2 separate regions of the Oryzias latipes genome follow, and region 1 is linked to region 2. A link is a contact called in public Hi-C data. All regions are on one chromosome and are shown on one strand. Each heading gives the region's core, a stretch centred on a gene start, on an enhancer-like site or on the middle of the called end of the contact. The rest is flanking DNA. Distances are from core to core; before and after follow the strand shown. Region 1 holds the start of c22h15orf41. Region 2 holds the start of meis2 (homeobox protein Meis2).

Region 1 (3,773 bases), core at 276-2,775, 140 kb before region 2:
TTAGGCGTATAGAAGTACCATTAGTCGCACGGTGCTTAACACAACAATAGTGTGCCGAGAGCAGCGAAGCAAAGATCAGTGCAGCATCTCCTGCATATCAGAGGGAGACATCCTTTGTAAATTCCTCTCCAACTGTGAGCACGCTTCACAGCTGGTTAGCAGGGCAGGGTGAGCCACTGCCCTGCCTACAATCAGCCTCTAAAATAGTCATTTCTTTACTTGTGCCCCTCATTTGCCATTCACTCTGTTGCTTTTTTGCATCAGCTCGTGTCACAGTGAAGCGTGGCTCTCATACCAAAGATTCACATTCAAGAAACACCAATTATAAGTAAAACACAGGGGGGAAAAAACACTCAAATCCTGGAGCTTTAGTGTCCATCACAGCACATCACCTTTGGACCCCCCCCCCCCCCACCTTTTTATTTTTTAAATCTTTTAATGCCATCGCCTTACACTGATCCTTTTAAAAGGCACAGCAGCCCACCAAAACCCCTGATCTTGATACCTAGATGAATAAACTGCTCCTTCTGCCCCTGACCTCAGCCCTTTGTAGCAATCAGACCAGACTTCCTCGGAGGGGCTGATCTTATCTGCCAGTACCAATCCTACTACACAGCTTCCTTTTGTAGTAAGCACTGGGCGCAGAGCCCTTTCAGACCCACGGACGGTGCGCGTAAACACACAGCCCGAGACCTCAGCTCATCTCAGATCTCATACTACACTGCCCACCAACAATGAGCTCCATTTTCTGATGCACCACAGGTCAGACGGAGGCTCTCCACCCAACAATGAATTGTCCACCCAGGAAACAGAAATTGTCCGACGGACATTGAATTGCTTGATGTCATCATACCAGCCTGCAGATGAATTTGAGCGTAAAGGTTGTTGAGGAAAGTGCTTTGTTATTTGTTTGTTTATTTATTTGCTAGGTTCCTGAACACTGCGAGCAAACTAAAAGCACAAAAAATGCATATCTATTTGGTAATTTGAGAAGGAAATTAATTTGAAAATGAGAATTGGTTTGGCTAAACGATGCTATTGTAAAAGCAGATTATTCATGAGAGAATTTTTAAGTTTTAAAAAATGTATGTGACCTCATATTTATAGCAAGTGAACATTTAATCACAAAATAACAATAATATTTTTATGAAATAAGTGGTGTTAGTTCAAAATATACAATAAACTGAATTCAATTTTAAAAAAAATTCTACCCCCCCCCCAAAACTATTTTCATTCATTAAAAGTTTCTCTGAAGTAAATACTATTTTTAAAACTTGTGAATTTGAAGTGTAAACATGTTTTTTTTGTTTTTACTATTGCTTTAATATATTTAAATCATGAATCGGTACAGCACCACAGAAAACTGTATTCATTAGATGTTACAGCTCCAAACATCCTCAATGCACGAGGATTTTATGCAATATATGATTACATTTGAGTTAAAGCCTTTGAGTTTGACAGTCACACACATCAAACCACCTCTTTTTTTTTCTTGCTGAACGCGTGCGTTTCTCCACAGCTTGCCCCTCAAACAAACGAGCGCTGTCTAAAAGTAAATGCACGTTTGTTCAGGAAAACACCTAACGTGTCACATGACTTACACATCGAAGGCAGAAGATGAGAATCCAGCTGGATGTCAACACTGGTAGCAGCCTGCAACACGTTTTAGGTTGACAACGCCCTCCTGAATTCGACTGGCCAATCGCCTACTAGAATACTGACCTCGTGGGTGTTGTGGACCAATCAGAGCGTCAATACCACAGGCTCTGGCCCTTCAACTTCCTAGCGGGAAGTATCTACCGAAGCTACACTAAAGCAGCACGAATTGAAGGTAAACAAGCAGTTTGCTGTTTTTTTCTCTGTCATTTTAGAGCTTTATTTCAGGAAATATGTTATTTTCTCCTACATACATGAGAGAATATGTGCATAACGTACGTTTTTGCATCGTTTTAGTCGTATGCTAAAGATAGTTCTGGTTAGCAGGGCATCTTTTAGCTATCACATCAGTAATTTTGTCTTTAAGTCTAACATTTGCTGCAATGACAAATGTCTGAATTCTTTCTCTTTGTTCAAAATGCAGATGAGACTGTCCCGAGCTGAATATAGAGACATTGTGAGGTCGACTGAACAACTGAGACCTACACGACAATGTATGAAGATGCTGAAGGACAGATTTCCTAAGTAAGTGGTACAGACTGAAATACCTTTAATATATCAGCCTCCTTCTTCAAAATAAACTGAGGCTTAAAGTAAAAATGCAGATGTAAATTGAGTAAAAACCAGGGCTGTAATGATTAATCAATGAATAGATTTATCCAACCATTATAATCTGTCAGTGTGGTATAATGTTTAGTTTTTATTATTCTCATGTGGAATAACAGTAGGGGGCTGAACCTTATGAAACACTATACCATTAATCAATCAAATAATCAATTGCCATTAATTCTGGTTTTCATGTTTACTTAAAAAAGCAAAATAATACAATAATAAAAATGGACTCGTACCACTAAAACACTTTAGCTGCGTTTGGCTATTCACAATAAAATTTTTCACTGAGTATCGTGTACCTGTCAAAGTCACTTCGACACCAGAAAGCACAACCAGTATGTAGTCAGGCAGGGTGCACTTTGTTGTTTTTTGGAAAAATATAAAAGTCTTTAAGTGCATTTATAGTGCAGAAAATATGGTATGCCAACTAACGTGTTATTTAGGTGTCACCACAGACATCTCTGGATTTAAAGGATTAAATCAGCCAGTGGTGCAAAAAGGTTTGGGACTACTGTTCTACTGGGTACTGTTCTACTGGGCTTCAGAACGCCACTTTTGCTCAACATCCACAAACTAGAGGTATAATTTTAGTGGAACTTGCTGCTGTTCTGTGAGTCACCTTAAACCCCATTTATCAACCTGTAGGTAAAATGAATTGCAATTATTTGTGTTTCAAAGCCAGAGCTAACATTTAAAACAATCATTGAGCTTTTCATGTGTAGATTAATAAAGTGGCTTATTCTCCAATAGATATCTTAGGTATTCATTCATTTTCTAAACCCATTTTTTCCCCTTTCGGGGTCACGGGGCTGCCGGAGCCTTCCACTCATGAGCGCAGGCAGAGGACACCCTGGACATGTCGCCAGTCTGTCGCAGGGCCACAATCATACACAAATTCACACTCGCATTCACACCTAGGGACAGTTTAGATTATTCTACCATTTCAAAAACTGCATTCTAATGAACCTATGAAGCATGATTTTGGATGGTGGGAGGAAGTCGAAGTCCCCGGAGAAAACCCATGCATGTATGGGGAGAACATGCAAACTCCACACAGAAAGGTCCCCCATTGGTGATTCTGTTTCACGTCCCCCCAGCCAGGACTTAAACCAGGGCCTTCTTGCTTTGAGGCAAGAGCGTTAACCACTCCTCCACCGTGCAGCCCAGTATCTCAGGTATATCTGTGAAATTCTACCACATATTTCTGACGTTAAACCACTTATTTGCCAACTATGTGCACAGTGCTCTTCAATATTATTTATATTTAAGTAGTCTGCATAAAGTTGAGACAATGTACTTTATATTCAATACTAGGGGTGTAACAATCAATCGACCTAATCAATGAATTGATTTATATCTCTACAATCCAACCAGATCAATCTGTTAGTTATTATCGAATTATACCATTATAAAATCTTTACAAAAGGTAATAAATTGATTCTAAATAAACACCATTTGTATTGAGGCACAGTTATTTTACTATAGTGTGAAAACAACCAAGTGCC
Region 2 (3,898 bases), core at 643-3,142:
GCAGCGGCGGTCCGTGGTTCAGGTGGTGGACCTGGGGAAGCGGTCGGGGAGCGTGCGGGTCCCCGTACATCGACGTCGGGACTCCATCCATCCCACCGTAGTGAGCCAGCTCATCGTACTGGGAATAAAATTAGAGGGAAAAGTGAGCGCACTTCTCTAAAAGTACAAAAAAAATGCCGGACACTTCATTGTCAACACGCGGAACGGAGAAACTAAAAGAGCCTGAAAGAGTTTTTTTACGCAGCACGGGACGGGAGAGTGTGGTGGAAAAGCTCAGCTTTAGAGATTGTCTTTACCAGAAACATTCTAACTTTGCTGCTCCGCTCTGCTCGCAGAGGTTGGAGGGTGAAAAGAGCGAATTAGTTTGGAGTCTCCCCGGGAAGCTGCTCCACGACTGTGGTGGAGGCTGGTGGTAAAAACCGAAGCCTGTCACTCCGCTTGAAGAGTGAGAGCGCAGCAAAAACGTCAAAATACAAGTGACTCCGAGAGTGAATACTTTGTGAATTTGCCAGCAGCACCCGACAGGAGAAGAAGCGACACCATGGCCTCCCTATTGTGGTTTGAACAGGTAAGTGTTGGAGATTTAAAACCTACCCTTTGCGCCATCAGGCTGCGCTCCAATAAACTCCCGAATATGTCCGTATATTTAATATCCCAGTCCCAGTTAGAGAGTGATTTAGAGGCAAGATTCCTTCTCAACCAACTTTGCGAATTCTCCTATTCGCCTCTGCGGCTCAGTTGGTTTCGTAGCATCGAAGAGTTTTGCAAATTTTCTTGTTTTACTCTCTTTCCTCGGAAAAAAAAGAAAAGAAAAAAATGCGCCAACGTGAAGGTTACAATCGGCCCATCAACAACCTGCATGTAACTAAACTGTCGTGTCTCATGGCTTTTTGCCACTCCAGCTGTCAATCAAAGCCAGAGGTTGTCAAGGTAATGAATGAATGACGGTCGGTGATGATGTTCAAGAGAAGGACGAATCTTTTTAGTCCGATTTCATCCCGCAAGTCCGCGTCTCCTTTAATGCCTCCAGATCGCTATCTTGTTTTATTATCGCCGTAAAAAAAAGTAGAAGAAAGCAGTAGAAATGAGAAGATGGCGATTCGGATCTCTCCTTTCTTCCCCCCGTAGGTATTTCGTCTATCTGGCGAGACTGAGATGAGTGAGTGTCAGCGAGTGTTGGCAGGTTGGCTGCTAGCTTGCTTATAGAAACAGAGTCAGTTCGCAGCGCTGAGCGGTGGGCGAATGAAGTGACGGATCCCGGAAGTAGTGGTGGCCATAGCCAGTCCTACAGCAGCTCCAGAGAAGAGAGAGGATAGACCAAATCTTGTGATATGCAGAGTATGTGCGAGGCGCAGGGACGGCTTCAACTCCACACTGGGGGTAAAAAAGCTACAGCAACACAACTCCCACACAATTTCTGCCTCCACGGGAAGAGTCCTGAAGAGAAAGAAGAAAAGGTTAGAGTTGAAAGTGCATTCTTAGGCTGCGAATGTTTATTCAAAACCAACAATAAAATGCTCAGATCGATGAATAATGAAATAGAATATTAATACAAAATAAAATTTAGCTAGAGCGCAACACGCACGACAAGAATCCAGCTTTTACGCACCAAAACGTATAACGATTACCAAACAAAATGAACAGATATCTTTCATTTTGATTTTTGTCCAAAAATAAGTTCTCTATAGTCTAAAGAAAGTACTATGGCACATCTGTGTTTAATAGACAGCTATGACGCTTACTTTTTTAAATCTGTTTTGTGTTTATCAGCCAACGTGCATACTTAATATCACAGTAATACCTCCTAATCTCGCTGCTAATTATGACTCTGGTCTGTTTAGCAAATTAAACGGCACTCAGCACCCCTCTAAGCCCCAAATGAACTTTTCCAAGAGGAAAAAAAGCTTTTGTGGGGAAAGTCATTTTGCATGTATCTTTCGTCCAATCCGCGTCTTGATCGAAACCCGTGCCTTACCTCAGAGCAGTCAATTATCAAAGCTCCCCAAGATCATCAATCATGTGAGAAGATTGAAGTTTAGAGGAGGAGCAAAGCTTCGGCCATCGATTGCAATGAAGTTCTTTTTGGAGCCCGAGCACTTTTACGCACGAAACAGAACCAGGTCATCTACCCCCCTTTAATATTTAGCTCTTTCGGTGATAATATGCCATCATGGCTGTATTGATAGGCTCTTACATAAAGGCTCCATTTGTGGCTCCGTGACATTTTTTATGGTGGAAATTAATTATTCACAGGTTAGGATTAAGGCAGACACACGCACAGGGAGATGGGCTGTGGCTACTGTTGGAAGGTCAATAAACTCTTCCAACAATCTAAATACTAAGCAGCGTTCAGGGTCGATTACAAAACTGTTTTTTTTTCTTTTTAAAGGGAAATGAGTTAATAAATGAAAACTTGACAACAGTTATGTTTGTTGGCATGAAGGGGAGGGTGGGAAGTGCAGGACTGAAGCGTTTGACAAACGGCTGTGTGGACATTTCAACGCGCAATACCCCGGGAAGGAGCAGCAGAGCTGTGCGAGAGGGAAAAGGCATTCAGCGTCTCCCAAGTCTCTCTTGCGCTCTGTAAACACAGCAAACCCGGCAGACTCTGCTTCAGAAGAATTATATTTTCATAAGCTAAATACTGTCGTTCTCTTTGATTTGTGCGCTTGGGCTTGACTTTTTCTGCCCTCCTCTTTTGGACAACAAGGGTAAGTAACAAAAATCTTACTGCATACGTCGCTTTGCTGTGCGTTCTTTCACGGCGCAATAAAATGAAACGCTTTCAAGATGGATTATTAGACCAAAAATATCATATTTTTTATGATTTACGCTTAAGACGCATTCTTTATCAGTCAAAGGAAGGAGTGCATAGCTGATTTCTTTCCAAGTTTAATGTAAATAAAACAATTTGGGAGAATTTTGAAGTTTATGCAGTTCTAGATATTTAGATTATATCGGTATGTTGCGGCTTTATTGCTGAAGTATGCGATTTGCCCCGAAGGAGAGTGATGGAAACACCCGGAGTGTGAAAATAGAAGAAACTAATTATGCGTGCCCGATGTGGAGCTCCACAGAAACGCATCCATGCCTTGAAAAACTTCCGGCAATGACGAAAACCGTGTCAAAATTTAAAGCTATCTCCTTTGTCGACTATTTATGTGCGTAATTAACGGAATCTATAAACACACGAGCCAATTAGTGACAATATTTAGGTTGCGAAATAGGTTAAAGTTTCCAAACAACGTTTTTTTGTGTGTAAATTATTTCATATAGGCTCGGGAGTTTTTTTCTTTATTTTAAATATATTCTAATTACATCAGTCGTTAATTGAAATGATCTTTTCCTCATAAACAGAACGTGTGCCAACTCAAACTCTCCCGCTTCTGACCTGACTGCGTTTTACAAGGCAGATCATTTCCAGTAGCACACCTCTCATAGACAATTAGACTTTTCAAGTAGTTTTATATTACTTCACGACGCGGCTCTTTTCAGGTGCGCACATACAACTCTAGCGCAGATGAAAAAAATCAGTAGATGGCATTAACAGGCGGTAAAATTTCATCTGGTGGTGTCAAATTGAGGTCAGTTTAGGGTTAAAGCGCTCGGTGTCCGTGTGGGACACGGCCAGCTGCGTTTGGATTCATTAGGTGAGGTTTGGGTGGAGTGGGGTGGGGGGCTGAAGAGGATCCATGTCAATGAAAACACTGCTGGGACAGTCACCAAGCTAAGGATCCGCAGCATGCCACATCCTAAAGGTAAACCGGGACCGCCTGCATGCAAGCAAGCTCCAACTTCCACTCCTCTGTTTATTCTTTGCAGGACTTCCAGTCCCACTGCCCCCCTCTCCTACCCTGCAGGGCTAGGTTGTTCGCGCACAAGCCTGTTGCTAAATATG

What was found. Hi-C and Micro-C count contacts between places; a contact is called where the count stands out from the background.
Region 1: a contact with region 2 is called in a Hi-C map of fibroblasts, with 4 times the contacts expected there. The contact joins the promoter of c22h15orf41 here to the promoter of meis2 in region 2. A contact is called at or near these places in 3 of 5 Hi-C or Micro-C datasets (embryo, fibroblasts and gastrula embryo).

The regions. Positions count from the first base shown.
Region 1 is chr22:7,311,439-7,315,211 of ASM223467v1, reverse strand. c22h15orf41 reads left to right here and starts at 1,525. Exons shown (of 11, transcript XM_011490240.3): 1 at 1,525-1,831; 2 at 2,081-2,181. The coding sequence starts at 2,081.
Region 2 is chr22:7,171,361-7,175,258 of ASM223467v1, reverse strand. meis2 (homeobox protein Meis2) reads right to left here and starts at 1,892. Exons shown (of 14, transcript XM_020713483.1): 1 at 1,802-1,892; 2 at 595-1,437; 3 at 1-118. The coding sequence starts at 606. LOC105356905 (a long non-coding RNA gene) reads left to right here and starts at 2,567. Exons shown (of 2, transcript XR_910956.3): 1 at 2,567-2,711.